3 separate regions of the Sus scrofa genome follow, and all the other regions are linked to region 2. Evidence: chromatin contacts called from public Hi-C and HiChIP or PLAC-seq data. All regions are on one chromosome and are shown on one strand. The core of a region is the stretch at or near the end of the contact, and the rest is flanking DNA. Distances in the headings are between cores, read along the strand shown. Region 1 overlaps LOC100516636 (S-adenosylmethionine decarboxylase proenzyme-like). Region 2 has its middle 100 kb from the start of TNFSF18. Region 3 holds the start of TNFSF4 (TNF superfamily member 4).

What was found. A called contact is a pair of places that touch in the nucleus more often than the background predicts. HiChIP or PLAC-seq counts read pairs in DNA pulled down with a chosen protein or histone mark.
Region 1: a contact with region 2 is called in an H3K27ac HiChIP or PLAC-seq map of alveolar macrophages. The contact joins two enhancer-like sites. A contact is called at or near these places in 2 of 2 datasets of contacts at active chromatin or transcription factors (alveolar macrophages and skeletal muscle).
Region 3: a contact with region 2 is called in a Hi-C map of alveolar macrophages, with 2.1 times the contacts expected there. The contact joins the promoter of TNFSF4 here to the enhancer-like site in region 2. A contact is called at or near these places in 15 of 47 Hi-C or Micro-C datasets (adipose tissue, alveolar macrophages, embryonic fibroblasts and 8 more) and 2 of 2 datasets of contacts at active chromatin or transcription factors (alveolar macrophages and skeletal muscle).

Annotation. Positions count from the first base shown.
Region 1 is chr9:115,522,202-115,526,092 of Sscrofa11.1, forward strand. It overlaps LOC100516636 (S-adenosylmethionine decarboxylase proenzyme-like), which reads right to left. Exons shown (of 3, transcript XM_013979886.2): 3 at 3,330-3,891. Among named protein-coding and RNA genes, the nearest start is that of TNFSF4, 48 kb to the right of the region's middle. Within about 2 kb of position 2,245, at least 43 of the 83 cell types and tissues checked have an H3K27ac peak or open chromatin away from gene starts, as enhancers often do. A contact at or near this core is called in alveolar macrophages, where this site is marked.
Region 2 is chr9:115,358,636-115,362,970 of Sscrofa11.1, forward strand. No RefSeq gene overlaps it. Among named protein-coding and RNA genes, the nearest start is that of TNFSF18, 100 kb to the right of the region's middle. Within about 2 kb of position 1,681, at least 2 of the 83 cell types and tissues checked have an H3K27ac peak or open chromatin away from gene starts, as enhancers often do. A contact at or near this core is called in alveolar macrophages, where this site is marked.
Region 3 is chr9:115,570,492-115,574,806 of Sscrofa11.1, forward strand. It overlaps TNFSF4 (TNF superfamily member 4), which reads right to left and starts at 1,776. Exons shown (of 3, transcript NM_001025217.1): 1 at 1,627-1,776. The coding sequence starts at 1,776.

The sequences.
Region 1 (3,891 bases), core at 995-3,494, 160 kb after region 2:
TGGATAAACTGTGGTACATTTAGACAATGGACTATTATTTAGTACTAACAAGAAAAGAGCTATCAAGCCATGAAAAGACACTGAGGAAACTTAAGCTGCACACTGTATGATCCCACCCGTGTAACATTTTGGAACAGTCAAAACTATAGAAACAGTAAACAGATCAGCGGTTGCCAGGGGCTAGTGAGGAGGGAGGGATAAACAGGTTGAGCACACAGCATTTTAGGGCAGTGAAACTACTCTGTATATTTCAGACATGACAACGAAGGATACATAAAATACACAACCCCAAGAGCAAACTCTAATATATATTATGATTTGGGGGATGATTATGATGTATCAATGTAAGTTCATCAACTATAACAAATGTATCATTCTGGTAGAGGGAAGGCTATGCATATACAGGGGTAGGGAGAATATAGGAGTATATAGAAATCTCCTTCCAATTATGCTACTAAGCTAAAACTGTTCTAAAACTATTTTTTTAAAAATCTAGACAAAACGGAAAACAAATAACAAAAAAACAACAAATTTTGATCATCCATGCCAGACAGAAGATTGAATTATCTTTCTATTCTCTCTCTAGAGTATTACCAATAATACCAGCGAGAGATGATAGAACAGGGATACCATCAATGTGATGGTACTAGGAGGTGAGGTCCTGGGAGATGATTCCTCACATGAATGGGATTAATGCCCTAACAAACGAAACCTCAGAAGGCTCCCTCACCCCTTCTGCCAGTGAGGACTCAGTGAGAAGACACCTGTCTGTGAACCAGAAGTCCACACCAGACACTGAATCTGCCAGTGTCTCAGTCTTGAACTTCCCAGCCTTCCAGAACTATGAGAAATAAATTTCTGTTGTTTATAAGCCACCAGTCTAATATGGTTTTCTGTTATAGGAGTCTGAACAGACTAAGGCAGAAATCCGGGGGCGGGGAGGGGGGGATAAAATAAAATCGAAACACAGTTTCTCACCCCCTCCTACAAGTTTCTGTATAATAATTAATAGTTTTTGAGTGGTCACTGTGTTCCATATACTAGTGTACCTGCTTTATATAGATTATCTCATGCAATCCTCTTTATCCCCATTTCAGAGACAGGGAAGAAAGAGGGTAAAAAACATGCTGGAAGACACACAGATAGTATTGATGGAGTCAGGATTTGAACCTAGGTGTCCGGTTCTTTAAAATACACTCTTAAGCACTGGGCCTCACTGTCTTCCTGGATGGAAAGAAAAAGCTGTACCATAGTCCCATTTACTAGTCCTGCAATCCTTGGTATTTAATCTCCATCCTCATTTGTAAAATAGAGGAAAAAATATATCTCTCTCCTAGGGTTCTCTTCTAAGAACTGGAGGAAATAAGATGTGAAAAATGCCTAGAGCAATGATAGCATAGTTAAGTATTCAGTAAGTGTTGGTTCCTCCCTTCCCTCTTTCCTTCTGTTGGGCTGCATCCTGCAGGCCTTGTAGACCTACACCTGCCCAGCTTTAAGGCTGAAGATAAAGCCCAGAGTCAGCAACAGAGACATCAGTGCTCAATGGATGGAGGAGCTTACCTGTCTGAAGCAAGGTCCTGGAGTGACGCCTCACTGTGTGTGGTGGATGGTGGGTGGAACATGGCAGCCGTCTTCACTCCTGGGGTAATTGCTGCTTAGAGGGAGAATTGATGTCAGCTTGGCTCATTGGTTACTAGGGAAACTAGCAGAGGGGCACGCCCCTCACCTGCCCCTGTGATAAGAATTATCACTAGCTGTGGCCTGGGACAGGTACGGAGGAAGCTCAGTCAGGTGAGGAGGGTGTTGTGAAACAGGCACTGGTCAAGCAGAGCACGTACAGAGAACAAGAGACCTGCCATCCTGAGTGGCCGGATCCTACAGTGTCCTTCCTGTTTTTGACCACTTGGCTATTTTCTTTGACTGCTCTCTTTTGGCTACTTGAATGTGCAATTCACTGAAATAATACTAATTTCCTTTTTGGCATGTTTACTAACCAAACATGTTCCTCTACCTGTCTTACCTTGTTTCTACGGTGATCACATGGATGCTGATTTTGTTTGCTTTTGTAATAAGCCACCGCAAGTTGGTTTTTTTTTTTTTTTTTTTTTTTTTTCAGAGGCAGGAAGACCGGATGTCATTTACAAATTAAGTAAATGAAAGTAGAGGCCCTGGGGGGCATCGTAATTCTGTCATCACTCCTGGAAATGATCTTGCAAAGTGTGCGTCCTTTTCGCAGAAGTCAGCAGTTCTGTTTTGACACAGAAGGACAGAGTAACCCCCTGAGGAAGTCTGTTCTTTAATTCCTGCATACAGTTTCAGTCCTGGCATGTATTTAGTCTGGGCTGCCTTCTACGTTCTGTAACTGTGAACCTCTTGAGAACTGCAGCTTCTTGATTTTTTCCAGGTGTATCACAAATAAGCTGTGTGAAATAAAGGTGCCAGCACAGATTTGGAGGATCAATTTCCTTTCCTGAGAAGAAGCTATTTTATCCTTTGCTTAAGGTGGTCAAAAGACCCTGCCATAGAGGAGGGTCTACTTAAAGTCTACTTAAAATCTACTTAAAATCAGAGAAGCACTAACACGGATTTCATACCCTGCAGCTACGTCTCCATTCAGTGGGTGGATTCAAGAAAGCAAAAGTCTGAGTTGCTTGCTCCTCCTACTGGGCAAGGACACCGGTTTTTTCCCTAAGGGAAGACTGTTCCACCCACGAGAGATTCCTCCTGGGCTGGTCCAAGCTATTTGCATCACAGCTGCACCCTCCCAGTCCCAGTTGCATCACTGAAGCAGAAGCCCTGGAGGGATCATATCTCTGCCAGTTTCTGAAAGTTGTTCATTACTTTAAAAAATGAAACCAAACATCTACTTCCTCTGCTTAGCACATTCCTGAGGAGCTGCAGCTACTTGCTGGATCAGCCTGGCAGAGGCAGAAGCTTTCGGCTCAGAAACAAGCCAGGCCTCCTCCTTCACGCTTCAGAGTCCCGTCCCACCCTCAAACCTTTGTTGACCTGCCTTTTTCCTCCCAGCTGCCAGATTCATCGTGGTTTTGTGGAGTCTGCCTCTCCAATACCCTAATAAGGGCTGGTTCCTGCTTTTGGAGAGACTAAAGGGCCTGGAGTAGACCCCTGGGGTTCGGTGCCAAGGTATTTCCAACACCCTGAGGACTTAGAATAATGATTCTTCTAGAAATCATGCAGCATATGCCAGTGGAACTCTGACTTGTGCCTAATTAAAGGAGGCTTCGCCGGTACCAATATTCCACCCCTTTCCCTTTTTTAAGCTCCTTGTTTTATATAAAGCCTGAGAAGGATTTTTTTTTTTTTTTTTAGTAAAGAAAGGCTAGAAAGGACAGCCTAGCATGTTCTCCTTAATCTTCAGCAACCTGTAGGTTGAGGGGGATTCCTGTTTGCAGCCCTCGGTATGAACCTCCTACTTTACTGATCCAGTGCCCCAGCTCCTCTCCTCTGCCTTTGCCCACTTCTCTCTTGGGTTTGGTTTTGTGGAACCAGTGGCCCCCTCTCATCTGCGGTCTGTGGATCCACATATAGATTTTCTGCCTGGGTTTGCTGGCCTCGTACAGACTCCCAGTCATGGCTCCCACCCTGAGGTGGGGAGGCTTGAGCCCAGTTCTTATGAATGAAAAGGAACGAGTCATCCCAGGGCACGCCTCACTGTACTTTTTCTCAACCAGCTTCCCAGGTACTGACTTGTGCTAACAATAAAAGGGAAATTTCATGGGTGTAAGTTTCCACACTTCAAACAACACGCACTTGCTCAATCCTGAAGCCTAAAAGAGATGCAGGTAATCAATGAATTCTAACTTAATTCCTTAGATTCTTTTATACATTCCAAACATTGCTAGCCTAGATGTGTACTTAAGGGGCAGTTTG
Region 2 (4,335 bases), core at 431-2,930:
TATCTATTACAGGTGGCTGACCACTTGGGAGGAAATGATTTCTCTGAAAGGGCAGTTCTATGGAGTAGGAGCAGCTGGGTACTCTTAGTGGTGGTACCCAATGCTTTTGGGGGATGGGAAGGAAGACTCAATGCATGGGATGTGTGCAGGCTGGGAGTGGCATTCCCAATAGTAAGAAATGTCTTTCTCTTTTCACTCCATTAAAGAACTGGAAAAAGGGAGGGGGGAGTCAGTTCCTTTGCTTTTATTTAAGGAATTAAACTTTTTACTTTGAATACTGAATAAATGGTTCTCTGCATTGTCATCCAGAGAAAGCATTAGCTTTTGGCTGCAGTTGGAATCAATTTGCTAGTCATTTGTGTTTATGCATATTTAATAATTCCCAAAGCTGCAATTTAGGTTGATTACCACAAAGCCACAGCAAGAATTAGCTGCATATATAAAATGATTTTCTTCATCACCTCCCACCCCTGCCAAGACAAGTTTTCCCATTTAATATTCAACTTTAAACCTCCATGTCCACACTTTTCACTTACAACCACTCATTTTTCACTCATATCAACCACATAATATTTTCATTAAAAATTTGTTCTCAGAGGCCAGGAAATAACCAAGGGATGAAATTGGCCTGGAGTAGTAGGATAACTAAAACCTGATACTTAGGAAATGATCAGCTGTGTTGTCAACTGCCCATCTAAGTGGAGACTATCTCTTATCTTTAGTCCACTTGTTGTCATGAGAGAGTGAAAAGCAGTGACTCCCATTTTTTTTCAGTTTTTCAAGAGAAGAGACAGAAATTTAGGTTTTCTCTACAACTAACCCAATTCTTAAATGTTAGAATAAATTCATATCTAGAATATGATGTAGGCCTACTCTGTAGAGGTCAGCATAGCCCCAGTCACTGGTTTTGCTTTGCAGGGCTGTATGCCTGCACATTGCTACCAGATTTAACCTCCTAGGATGGAAAATGTGTCTTATTTACCTTTGTAGCATATACAACAAGGAGTTTTTCCTAATGGACACTCAAGTATTTATTACATAGTTGGTTAAAAAAAATGTGGAGCATTACCAACATTTAGGAAGATATACAATTAAGCTAGATCACTGTGTTAGGACTGGAGATATAGAGATAAAAGGATTCTCACCCTCCATCAGTTCACAGTGTATGTGACTAGATTAATAGGCATATAGAAAACAGTGACCATTTATGGGGTTGAAAATAAAAGTGTGAACAATTTCAAGATCTGTGAGAGAAGCAAATACAGTAAAGGAACACCTAATTGATTAGGAAAATTTATCAAGAGGAGGTAATAGGAAAACAAAGTTTTTCATGGACATGGGGGAGAAGGAACATGGAAAACCATGGAATTAATAGAGCAGAAATAACTCAGGAGAGTGCACATTTGACTGGACCTACGGTGAAGGATGAGAAGATAAGAGATGAAACATCAGAGGTCCCAGTTTGGGTTGGGAAGTGGGACTTAACATGTCATGCTAGGAAGCTTGGCTTATAGCATGACAGTGATGGCAAGCTACTGAAAATCAAAAAAGGAGGAGGACTGAGCATATTTTAAGGGAAGCATATGAGTAGTTGCAATGTGGCCTCAGCCTCATGCTCAGCTAGGGCTTGTTAAAGGCATTGCCTCTTGACCTCTTATATGGCTGGAACCATGAAGATGACACATATGTCTATGCATCACCAAGCACTTCCAGTTACTCAGGGCCCATCACATGTTCCCTGATGTGGCCAGGGTACCTCCATGAAGTAAGAGCTGTCTTTACATCCCACCTCTCTAGAGCTTGGCCTGGCATCACAATCAGTTCACCCCAGTGAGTCAATTTTGTGGTTATTGCTTACTGTAAGCAGAGAGGGAAGACTATTGTGAAATTTTTTGGATGTACCATCTCTGGCAACCTGACATTCTTGGGGATGGCTAGGAGATCATTTCAGTGAATTGAATAGCTGGGGAATAAACCTGAAAGAAAAGCACTCCTCACTGTCTTACACCTTGTACCAGAAGCAACTAAAAATGAATTAAAGACTTGACTGCAAGCTCTGAAAGCACAAAAACCCTTGAAGAAAATATAAGGGAGTAAGCTCCTTGATAACAGTCTTGGTGATGATTATTTGGATTTAACACCAAAAACAAATGCATCAAAAGCAAAACCAAGTAGGACTACATCACACTAAAAAGCCTCTGCATGGCAAAGGAAACCATCAACAAAATTAAAAGGCACCCTATGGGATGAGAAAAAAATGTTTTCGAGTCATATATCTGATGAGGGGTTAATATCCAAAATATATAAAGAACTCACAGTACTCAATTAAAAAAAAACCTGATTAAAAAATGAACACAGGAACTGAATAAACATTTTTCCAAAGAAGATGTACTAGTGGCCAACAGACACGAGAAGATGGTCAATATTATTAATAATTAGGGAAATGCAAATCAAAATTACAATGAGATATCACCACATGTCTGTCGGAATGGCTTTTATCACAAAGACAAGAAATAAGTATTGATGAGAATGAGGAGAAAAAGGAACACTTGTACATTGTTGGTGAGAATATAATCAGTGCAGCCACTATGGCAAACAGTGTGGAGATTCCTCAAAAAATTTTAAAAGGAGTTTCCATTGTGGATCAGCTGTAACAAACCCAACTAGTATCCATGAAGACACGAGTTTGATCCCTGGCCCCACTCAGTGGGTTGAAGATCCAGCATTGCCGTAAGCTGCAGTGTAGGTCACAGATGCAGCTCAGATCTGGGCATTGTTGTGGCTGTGGCTAGGCCGGTGATTGCAGCTCCAGTTCGACCCCTAGCCTGGAAACTTCCATATGCCATGGGTTCCCCCCCCAAAAAAAAGACAAAAAAATAAAAATTAAAAAATTAAAACAAAACTACCATATACTCCAACAATTCCACTTCTGGGTATACCTCCAAAGAAAATGAAATTGCTATCTAGAAAAGATTTCTGTACCCCTATATTATTGCAGCATTACGTATAATAGCTAAAACATGGAAACAACATAAGTATCCATCGACAGATAAATGGGTAAAAAAACAGATACATAGAGAATTAAATATGTTATTTATACAGACACACATATATACACACAATAGAACAGTATTCAGCCATAACAAGGAAATTCTGCCATTTGCGACAACTTGGATGGAATTTGAGGGCATTCTTCTAAGTGACATAAGTCAGGCAGAGAAAGATAAACACTATACAATCTCACTTATATACGCAATCTCAGAAACTAAATAAGTAAAACCACTCCTCTCTTAAAGCAAAAGTCTCCAGACACCTGAAAGTTGCAAACTGTTGGCTCAGGGGCCAGAGGCAGATTTGGTTGCCCATAAACCCTTGCCTAAAATGTGTGAAAGCAATTTTTTAAATTAGTTGCTTTCAGCAGTTCCCATCATGGCTCAGCTGTAATAAACCTGACTAGTATTCATGAGGATGAGGGTTCAATCCCTGGCCTTGCTCAGTGAGTTAAGGATTGGTGTTGCTGTAAGTTTTGGTGTAGGTCACTGATGCAGCTTGAATCATGTGTTGCTGTGGTTGTTGCGTAGGCCAGAGGCTACAGCTCTGATTCAACCCCTAGCCTGGGAACTTCCATATGCCATGGGTGCAACCATAAAAAACAAAAACAAACAAAAAAATAAATTAGTTGCTATCGAAAGACTAGGAAGTTAATGTTAGAACCCCCATGTCTGTTGTAAATACTGCTGCCGTGAACATTGGGGGCATATATCTTTTTGAATTAGGGTCTTCATTTTCTTCAGAAGAATACCCAGAAGTGGAGTTGCTAGATGGTTTGCCAGAGAGGAGAGGCATGGGGGAAGGGGTGAAATAGGTGAAGGGGATTAAGATGTACAAACTACCAGATGTAAATAAGTCGCAGAAATGTAATGTTACAGGAAATAGTCAATATTCCATAAACACTTTCTGTGGTGTATAATCTATAAAAATATGGAATCACTGTGTTGTACATCTGAAGCTGATATAATATGGTAAGTCAACTATACTTCAATTTTTAAAATTGCTTTTATTTTTTAAATTATAAGTGATTAGAATGTTCTGTCAATTTCCGCTATACAGCAGTGGCCAGTTGTACATATATATATACATTTCTTTTTCTCACATTATCCTCCATCACGTTCCATCACAAGTGATTAGATATGGTTCCCTGTGCTATACAGTAGGATCTCATTGTTTATCCACTCCAAATGCAATAGCTTCCATCTACTAACCCCAAATTCCTAGTCCATCCCATTTCCTCCCCTCCCCCTTGGCAACCACAAGTCTGTTCTCTAAGAACATGAG
Region 3 (4,315 bases), core at 526-3,025, 210 kb after region 2:
AACTGCTGAGTGACTTGCTAGAACGGATCCCTCTTCTCTGCGTCCCCTGGGTATTGACGGTCTGGGGCAGCCCCGCCACCAGCTGGCTACGCGTCTATGTCTGTTTTACCTTTTGCTCTCTCCTGCTCACAGCCCTAGTGCAATTAATTGTTGAGTCTTGACTCGGGCCATCTGCTCTGTCTTTTTATCATCCCACAGTGTAAGGAAATATGTAACACTGTGGTTGTTTGAAAAAGTACTCTCAGGGCTCCCGGACCTGGTGAACAAATACAGCTGTTCTATTTTGGGTTACTGCGTTTTCTTCTCGGAAGAGCCTAATTCCGGTCTATGTCTTGGGCATCCTGCCATGGACACTTTGCTCCTCCCCCACACCCTCTCCCCAGATCACCTACTCCATTTTTACCCAAAGGGTTGGTTCTGCACAGAGAAGGAAACGTGTGGCGTGATGAGGAGAGGATGGGTGTGTTGTGGTACCCGCTGATCTACAGACTTGAGCATGACATCGGCTACTCTTCTGGAATTGGGGACAGGAGTACTCTGCCGTACAGTGGTTATAACCATACTCTCACTAGCCTTTATGCACTGAAAACCTGTTTCCTGTAGGCAAAGATAAGCCCAGGCATTGACTAGGACTCTGTTCATCTTATTCTGATCTAACTTGAGGTCCCCAGTCTCTGACCTAGCCATCAGAAATAGAAGTTCCTACTGTCTGACCTTTACCAGGGAGAGACTTTTCTAACCCAGAGGAACCACAGGGGAAACAAGAATTATCAGACTAACCCCAACAAGGGAACATGGAGAGACTGACTATTCATTTATTTTCTTTGCAGTGGAATCTCCCACAGTCAAGAACATCCTTAAAGAGTTAATAATATTTGTAGATATGAGCAAGTAAATAAGAAAAATAATGTAAAAGAGACCAGGATAAAAAGAGGGGAATAGAAAGAATACCTTTATTTATGTGATGAAAGTACTAAAAAGATGATTACCTCCTACATAATGTATTGGACAAAGTGATGTCTATAAGTTGTGAATGGTAGAGAAAGACTGTGAGGAACAGTATTGGATTAAGTTGCCGAGGTAAACGGTTGGCCAATGTGCACATACAGATGTGAAAACACATATCTCTGCCCTTAAAATATACAGGTTAGCTACTTAAAAGAAATTAACAGTGAATACCTTCAGCATTGTTCAAAAAGCATATCTCCTCGAGTATCTATGGGGTTTATGAATATGATGGGAGAGCGGAAATGGTCTCTCTCTTATTTCCTTTTTAAATAAATTCCATGGTCAGATGCTCACTAGCAGAACAGGTAAACCAAGTAGGTATATCAGTGACTCAGAGCTTCAAAGTGACAGCTCATAAAGGAATACCAGAATTCTTATATTGCAAAGAAAAAAAAAAAAAAATCTTCAGAAGCAGTGCCCCTGCCACTGTGCCTCACCACTGCCATTGATGAAAAAAAGGAAGGAAAAGAGAGACAGGAGGGTGTTTGACCACACTTTACAATTGCTGAGGAGAAAAGGAGAAAAAGTGAACAATTCTGGAGTCAGATTATTTCCAAGTGACCATAAGCTGCCATCGGCATGACCTGGAGGAAAGGACATGCCAGTGGTGCATCTTACCTGAGCATAGAGGTGCAGGCAGATGTAGGTGAGACACAGGAGCAACCCCAGACCCTGAATTACGGAGGCCACCAACAATAGCTTGTTCCTCAAGAGTCTTCGTCCTGGTGCGTTTCCCACATTTTCATCTAGGGGTTGGACCCCTTCCATCTTCACAATCTGGATGCAAGGAAGATAAAAACTGTGACACACAGGAATCTGACAGAGGGAAGAATGATCTCTTTCCAGCAAAGAAGGAGATAAAGCCAAAAGAAGGCGTATCAATTAGAAAATACACAGAGCTCCCAGGACCAGAGATAAGAGGCAATTGAAAGAGCAGAGCGGACTCTCTCAGTTTTAATGCTGCAGCTTTTGCAGGCAGGCGGGGGAACTTCTTTGTGACTAATCTGAATTTCCCCTTTACTTTCTTTCTTTTTTTTCTCTGGGCTAACAGGGAGTTGTTTTTGTGGCATTCCAGTTCTGATTTGAGTGACTGTGAAATGACAGTCATAAAAGTGTGCTATTTTCTTAATTTCTCATTGCACCAGTAACCAAATTGTGGGTCACTTGATAAAGATAAAAATCATCATCCGTTGATGTAGGAACTCATCTATCCCTTCCCCAAGACGTCTTAATCTTAGAAGAGATTTAAGGGAAATGCTAGGCTTAAGTTCTTGTCCACACCCTATTGGGTAACTATAAGCATTGAACTTATTCTTCAGATTTGAGGGGAAAAAAAAAAAAAACGCACATACAGACCATTCTTGAAATGAAAAAAAAGAAAAAAAAAAGAAAAAGAGGAGTTCCCGTCGTGGCGCAGTGGTTAACGAATCCGACTAGGAACCATGAGGTTGCAGGTTCCGTCCCTGCCCTTGCTGGGTGGGTTAACGATCCGGCGTTGCCGTGAGCTGTGGTGTAGGTTGCAGACGCGGCTCGGATCCCGCGTTGCTGTGGCTCTGGCGTAGGCTGGTGGCTACAGCTCCGATTCGACCCCTAGCCTGGGAACCTCCATATGCCGCGGGAGCGGCCCAAGAAATAGCAACAACAACAACAAAAGACAAAAGACAAAAAAAAAAAAAAAAAAAAAAAAAAAGGAAAGAAAAAGAAAGGATGAAAATAGGACAATAGATCAGGCAGAAATAAAGGAGTAATATCTTCTAGTTTTGGACCATTGCATCGTAGTAAATAAATAAACTAGCATATACTGAGCATCTACTATGTGTCAGGCACTGTGCTTTCAACCTTACAATCTTATTTTCTCATTTAATTCTTTGAAACAAATTTAGTGAACACTTACATGATTAATTTTAAGCAGAGCAGGAAAGAAGCAGAAGAGTATCCTGACTTTTTCTCCTTCCCTCTCCTTTACATCTTCTCCATACATAATTTTTGCATGAATGAACAAATTAATAGTTTCAGATAAGCTTTGAGGTTGTTCCTTTGTTTTAGGTTAGGAGTAGACTCAGAATTTGGAAAGTAAGAATATTCTACCAAGAGAATCTACTTGCCCTTAATAAATGAAATAAATGATAAAATGAAATTAATCATAAAATTATTGATAATGTCAAGTTCAAATTAAATATTTACTGAGTACACAGTAAGCTCAGTACTTTATTGAATAGCATAGGCATGCTGCAGAGAGGCTTTTAAGACAGAACAACTCTTCTGTGGGCAAGCAAGTATGTCTCTCTGAGCTCCCTATCAGCCACTCAACAAATACTTAAGAAAAGGAAGGAAAACCATTTTGATATCAACAATATGAGCTGTTATATGCACCTTAATTTTATAGAAAATTGATATAAGGTATATTCAAAGGAGAAACAGCCTGTGGCAAATGGAAGGTATGTTTATTATTAGTGTTAACCAATTAATATATGAAATGATAGCCTCATTATGATCATTATATCTTGCATTTACAAAACATATCGGTCTTAGAAGTTCAAGTTTTTGTGTGAAATATAAGGTGACTGGGACACTACACCATATACTCCAAGCCAAAATTAAAAGTCAAGTTCCATGTAGTTTTAAATAGTTATTCCTACGAGAAAAGTATCGGTAACATACAGGGTGCAGAGGAAAAAAAAAAAAAAAAACTGAGGAAGTTCCCGTCGTGGCGCAGTGGTTAATGAATCCGACTAGGAACCATGAGGTTGCGGGTTGGATCCCTGCCCTTGCTCAGTGGGTTAAGGATGCAGCGTTGCCGTGAGCTGTGGCGTAGGTTGCAGATGCAGCTCAGATCCCGCGTTGCTGTGGCTCTGGCATAGGCCGGTGTCTACAGCTCTGATTCAACCCCTAGCCTGGGAACCTCCATATGCTACGGGAGCGGCTCAAGAAATGGCAAAAAGAAAAAAAAAAAAAACTGCAAGAAAAATCGGTGTGTAGAGCCTCATTCTTGAGTAATAATTAATAGTCATACATAAATATTGAAAGTAGTAACTACTTACTCATTTGTTTTCAAAAACTGACTAAAAGACCCACAGCAAAAAAATAATAATACTAAAATACTATTGGAAACTGTAGAGACCAGCTGAAAAAAGAAATGGTGAAAACTACTATTGCTCAAAATCATAGAAAAAATTTAAATGAAAAAAAATAAACACTTATAGAGCTCATCCTTGTGCCCTGAGCATTATCTCTTCTCACTGTTAACAGTATGGCTTTTATGAAGAAAAATTGACAATTGCTAGTTTTCTTTATAGACAAGACAATG